Linked DNA regions of Rattus norvegicus: region 2 is linked to region 1. A link is a contact called in public Hi-C data. All regions are on one chromosome and are shown on one strand. Each heading gives the region's core, a stretch centred on a gene start, on an enhancer-like site or on the middle of the called end of the contact. The rest is flanking DNA. Distances are from core to core; before and after follow the strand shown.

Region 1 (3,006 bases), core at 412-2,911:
TTACCTGTGGAAAAGTTACAAGAACATGCTAAATACTGTCATCTTAAGTTTTTTCAAAGTCTCATTGTTGTGACAGTAACATGTGTGTTAACTTGGTAGTCTTCTACAGTGCTCACTTGAGTCTAATTTGAGTATAAATGTTAATATGAAAGTAGCTGTGATTAACATGTTATGATCCAAAGGACTTCAAGGAGATTATTCTCAGTTGTGAGTTTATTAATGCATGCGGTGCATACATTACAGGAGAAACCTCGACAGAAGAGAAGACTGAACAGTGGGCTCGGAATTCTGGTTTACAAAGTATCTTAAAGAACAGAAGGATTGTAGACAGGACAAGACAGAAAGCAGATTTGGCTTTTGGCTTACATGGGTGGGGAACTACGTATGGGTAGTGAGTCTGAGATTTTTAATCAGATCACAATACAGTAGGCTAGATGGAGGACTCAGCAGTAAAGACTTTAAACTGCTCTTGTAGAGGAACCAAGTTATGTTACCAGCACCCACAATAGCTGGGATGGGGCGTGGGGGTGGGGTGTGTGTCCCCAAGAGTCTGCCTGTACCGCTAGTTCTAGGGAAATTCAATGCTTTGAGCTTCCACTGGCACATGCACTTACATGTCAATACCCTGCCCCTATGCACATATAAATAAAGATAAATCACAATTCAGAAGACAATATGCATCGCTAAGCCACAGTACCACTTTGGATCACCCTTAAGGAGAATTATCTTAAATCTCTCATCTATTTTAACATTCTAAAAAAAATTTATCACTACGAGTCCACCATTATTTGTCAAATTCATGGTGATGACTTTTGGTCATTCATGGCAAATTTACTCAATTTTTAAGAGATTATGAATCTCTTTTTATCTGTCTGTTTTACCTATAAAGCTCTTTAACATTTTAATGTAAGCCTGCTACAACAGTTTAGAATGATCTTTAAGAAATCGTGCCCACAGAAATACTATAAAAACAGCTCATCTTCAAGAAAAGGTAGCTAATTTTCATTCCCACCAATACCTATACTTCAAAGACACCAGCACATCACCTAATTTGTTCCTGTTGCAAAATTTAACAAGTTATTAATTTCTGGATAATTAATTAAAAGGGGTAATTAGAATACTATCATTAAAACATGACAGTGCCTTATTAAAACCTGACATATCTTCCATCTTGTCCGCTAAATCAAAACTTTAGAATTCTTGCTACACTGGCTTTCAGAATTTAAAATTCTTGAAAATCTAAATTAGTCACAGCACGCTAACTTAAAAACCCTTCTAGGTGCTGCATTCATTTTAGAGTAAAGTGTCACGGAAAACTTTTCGACCGAATCTAAATTCCACAACACATTACTGTGTGTCAATCAGCTGGACAGAAGGTGAGAGCTATCCTTAGTAAGTTACGTAATTTACACTAAAGACTTGTTCCAAGCGGCATCCATTGAAAGTACCTTGCAAGCATTTACAGACTTCAAAGTTCAACGGACAACCTCCGTCTAAGTTCTGAGAAAGCACTACGACGCCGGCTTTACTTTAGCAGCGGTCACAAGGAAGCAGGAACTGTTTATCTGAAGAACGCAATGAGTAGCAGAACACCAGGAGCTGACTCAGTCACAGGAACGCTGGCTGCATTCCGTCTTCCATGGGAAAGTGTTTCCCAGGCTGGTTCTCTGATCCAGTCAGGGGTGGGGTGAGGGAGAGTCCCCGGGACCCGCGAACTCCGGGCCTGGGTGCAGCTAGACGACTCCCTGCCGAGGCCCCCGCAAGTCCGGCGGGATGGCCCGCCACCGCGCCAAGGTGCGTCCGCGGCCCAGAGAACCAACCCGTACCACACCAGGAGCGTTCCTCCAAGGGACAAAGGTTGGGCTGGCACCGCGGCGCCCGGCTCAGCCTGGGGTTCCCCAGGGGACCCTCTCCGTGCGGCGCGTCGGGGAGGGGGTGCGAGACCCGCCGCCCCTCCCCCGCCGCGCTCCCAGGAACCTGTTGATAAGATCACCACAGCCCCGCCGCTGCGGGTCCGCCCCTTACCTCCGTGACCCGGCGGCGGCCGATCCGCTCGCTCTTATTCGCTCCTCAGCGCGATCCAAGCCACAACCCTCCGTCCGGCGGCCCTCCGAACACCGGATAAAGAATCCAGAAACTCCCGATTGCCCCCACCTCGGAGCCTTCAGTCCCCGCCCCCTCCCCACCGCCAGCCTCCTCCGTCGCCGCCGTCGCCAGAAACTCCTCCTCGAGGCCGCGCGAGACCAGCCCCCGCGGCTGACGCGAGACCGCGCACGCGCCCCTGGGACTGGGCGCAGCGGGCGCGCCTATCCCAGGCCGTTCCCGGCGCGGCCCGCCCACGGCCGGGAGAGAGGCTGGAACGGATCGCCCAATCCTGAGCGCGTGAGGGGACAGAGCCCGCTGATTGGTCCGCTGTGCCCCCCCCTTCCCGCGCGCTCCGCCGCGCGCACTCCCGCGCCTCAAACTGCGAAGCGCTAGTCCCGACCGCTGAGTCGCTTCGCCCCCTTTGCCCACCTCTCCGCCTCTGTGTGGTCGCCTTGCTTCTCCGAGACTGACTCGGAAGCCGTTAAGGCTGACGGGCCTGGGAAGCAGTCATCTCCTGAGGAAAATCTGACTCCCTTTGAAGAGATTCCTGTTCTGTCAGGCATGTCAAAAACGCTAATACTCCAAACAACCGTGACGCCAACACCTAGGTGTGTATAAAGTACTACACAATTCCCTGATTCCTCAGACGGCTCGTTTCTGAAAACCAGGAAGGTTGTAAAGGGCCACAGTTGTCACAGAGTTCTCTGGAGAGAACGAGAGTTACATAGGCTAGTCCCAACGTGAGTCCATGCTGTCAGGACATACCTATGCCACCATCTGGGAAGGGTGGACCCTGAAAGTGCTATGAAAGTGTGTCCACGAGGAACTGGATTTGGAGCAGAAAGAAATATGTTCTATGCAGAAACCTCTTCTGCTGGACTAAAATATCTCCAACCTGTTGAACTTTCTCCAGGGGCACAC
Region 2 (3,043 bases), core at 362-2,861, 120 kb before region 1:
TCTGCTTCTAGAGCCAGTACATTGTCATGTCACCACAGCAGATGTGGGCAACGAACATTCCAAACTAAAATATAACTCGTTGGGGAAACGCTTGTTCAGCTCTGAAGTTTACTAGTACAATTAAGTCTTTTGAGAATTAGGTGCCTGCCATCTGGCATCATAGGCCCAGAAAAGGCACTAAAATGATCAACTGTCGATGGCCCCCTACCCCTTTAACATCAACTTAATGAGAAAAATAAAGACTTTTCTTGATGCATCCTTTTTTCAAGGACCTATGTTTCTACCTTAGTGAAAATCAAAGCATCCTAGACATGGGGTGGGAGTGGGGGGTTTAAGAGCTTCAATGTGAACACAGTTAACGCTAAAGTTTTTCTTAATCTCAGGCTTTCAGCGCCCACTATAAGACTCTAGTTTTATTTTCAAAGTTGCCCAAACAGGGTAAATAATCGCCTCAGCAGCATGACTTCAATAGCTGATTTCCAATTCCAGGAATTCTTTCTTACAGAAATGCACAACTAGAACGGAAAAACAACGACCTTCAATGCTAATAGTTACGTTTCGGATTTTTTTTTTAAACTTAAATACGGTGGTTTATCCTATTGATTCTCTGACTAAAAGTTCAGTCTCCAAAGAGTCAGAAGTTTTGGTAGTATCCTAGAGCTGAAAAGAAGAAAAAAAAAATGCTCAAATTCTGAGGCCCGGTAAAAGCAAAGCGCCCAATAGTCCTGAACTAGGGGTGGGATGTCGGAGCGTTCTCCAGAGGCCTCCCCACCACAAGACATCTTTAGGGAGGCTGTAAAAATCTACTTGGCCCACGTTCCTTCACGGGGTTCCTCCGCCCGTACAGCCACGTTTCTGGTTCACAGGACCAGACACCGGTTGGCGAGAAGGCGCAGGAAATATCCAGCGGGCCGTGGCGACGTTGTCCAGATACTTCCCGCGCAAGAACGGGAAAGGGGGGGTGGGGTGATAGCCCGGGGCCTAGACCACTCCTATCACTGGACATAGCTACGGCGAATTCTTGGGGAAAGCAAGGTGCGGGGCCAATCACCTGAAGTGTATGTGTGAATCCCGAACTAGGGTCCCACGCCGGGCTCCTTAATGGCAACGATGAGACTCGGAACACCAACACCGGACGGCGAAGCTCCTCAGCGTGCGCTTCGCCCAACCCAGCGCGCATGCGGACCCACCTCTCACTGCGCAAGCGCCGACGGAAAAGGTCCTTCGTTACCACTAACCATAGAGTCTCAGTCCTCCTAATATGGGCGGTTTGAACCACAGGGCGAGCTGAAAAGTAACTTTCCTTGGTATTTATAGACTTTGCGGAGGGAGTTTGCTAGGCTTAAAGAAGAGGTAATGTTCTATTTCTTGCTCCAGGATGATTACTTTAAGTTTTACTCAATCAAGAGATGGCGCTGTGACGAAAGATGGAAAGCTGAGGAAGAGGAGGAGCGTGATCTTCTCCGGACCCATCACTCAGCACTCGCTGAGTGCGGGCCACTCGCCGGAGGGAGGGGCAGTGAAGAGACCCGGAATTCCGGGACTGTGCTCTCTTCCACATCCGGGCATTCCTAAAGGCCCGCCCTCTCCTCTGTCCTCTGGCAACAGGAAGCGGAAGTGGGAACCGGTTTCCTGGTTGCCTCTTAGCAACGCACGGGGTCAAGTGACACCGTCAGCTGACTCGGGTGAAGGAAGGCTCTGTGGTAACAGTTCTGGAGGTGTTGCGGTCCCGATTGTCCCACTGGGGACCCGAGCCGAGTCACCGTCAGAATGTCGGGCAAAGACCGGATTGAAATCTTCCCTTCGCGAATGTAAGTTAAAGAATAGAACAAGTGACACCACGTTCAGGCACATCTTCCCGGAGCGCATTCCTGCGCACTCTTGGCCACCAGCGGGGTTTCTTGTTTTCTGGGCCGACCTGAGCTTCCCCAGGGTCTTCCCCTGAGTTCCGATTGAGGCTTCTTTACAGCCCCCTTCACCTATTCCCCCTGAGAGAAGAGGCTGGAGAAAGTGTTTCCAGTCCAAAGGAAAAGGGGATCCCCTGCTGGCTCTTTTTGGAGGTCGATGTCTTTACTCATTCATTCCACACACCTTCTGAGCCATTCGCGGAGTTTACATAACCGAGCGGTCGCCATCTCTGCCTCACAGGGCTCATCAGTGCTGAGGGATGAGACGTAGAAGCTAAGATGGTCTGACCAAAGCTCTCAGACGGGGAAGTTAAGTGATGGGAAGCAAGTAGAAGGTCTCTAAGCCAAAGTGACATCGAATGTGTCATCCTCTCGAAGCTGTAGGTTTCAGTCTTGGATCCCATCACATGTTACCTGCTGTAGGAAGATATTCCTGCATTTCTGAGGTATTCCTACAGCCTTGTGATGACTGCTCTCTTCTACCCTAGCAATGTCACTCATGACACTGTCACACGGATATTTATTTGGGCTGTCTCCTGGAAGAAGGAGGCATCTTTTTAATGCATAAAAGGTCCACAGAAAATTGTTCCCTTTGCCTTGGGATGTGCTCAGTTGCAGGCTGCCTTTCTGCTTCGGCCTAACATCTTTGTTAGGAGAAATAACATTTGTAAATGAAAATTTGAAGTTTTCTCAAATACATATAATAACTCGTGGAAAGTAGAGATTATTCTTATTTATGTTGTCATCTTCAGTTGTCCCTGAAGAAGGAAATCAGATTTTACTCTGATATTTTGGGGACGGTTTAGGGTTTTGTGTATGTGCGCGAGCGTGTGTGTGTGTGTGTGTGTGTGTGTGTGTGTGTGTGTGTGCGTGCGCGCGCGCGTGCGCGTACGCATGATACTGTATTGTTTTCCTTATCCTATGTTTTTTTTTTCTCACAGATCTGACAACTCTTAGTTATATTTAAACCCCAGAGTGAATTTCTGTCTCTGCCAGGGTGTATGTAGTTCTGAATGAATGAAAGGATTTAATTATTTAAAAAAAAACAAACCCCTTTTACCTTTCTCCCCACTGACTTTGAAATGGCAGGTTATACTAACTGTACAAATGGGCTAGTTGTGGAAAAATACAATGCT

The links. A called contact is a pair of places that touch in the nucleus more often than the background predicts.
Region 2: a Hi-C map of frontal cortex shows a contact between it and region 1, with 2.5 times the contacts expected there. The contact joins the promoter of Atp6v1d here to the enhancer-like site in region 1. A contact is called at or near these places in 2 of 12 Hi-C or Micro-C datasets (frontal cortex and mammary epithelial cells).

What each region holds. Positions count from the first base shown.
Region 1 is chr6:103,280,371-103,283,376 of GRCr8, reverse strand. It overlaps the pseudogene LOC108351336. Among named protein-coding and RNA genes, the nearest start is that of Pals1, 46 kb to the left of the region's middle. Within about 2 kb of position 1,661, at least 91 of the 93 cell types and tissues checked have an H3K27ac peak or open chromatin away from gene starts, as enhancers often do.
Region 2 is chr6:103,403,914-103,406,956 of GRCr8, reverse strand. Atp6v1d (ATPase H+ transporting V1 subunit D) reads left to right here and starts at 1,611. Exons shown (of 9, transcript NM_199386.3): 1 at 1,611-1,811. The coding sequence starts at 1,771. It overlaps Eif2s1 (eukaryotic translation initiation factor 2 subunit alpha), which reads right to left and starts at 1,077. Exons shown (of 8, transcript NM_019356.1): 1 at 1,052-1,077.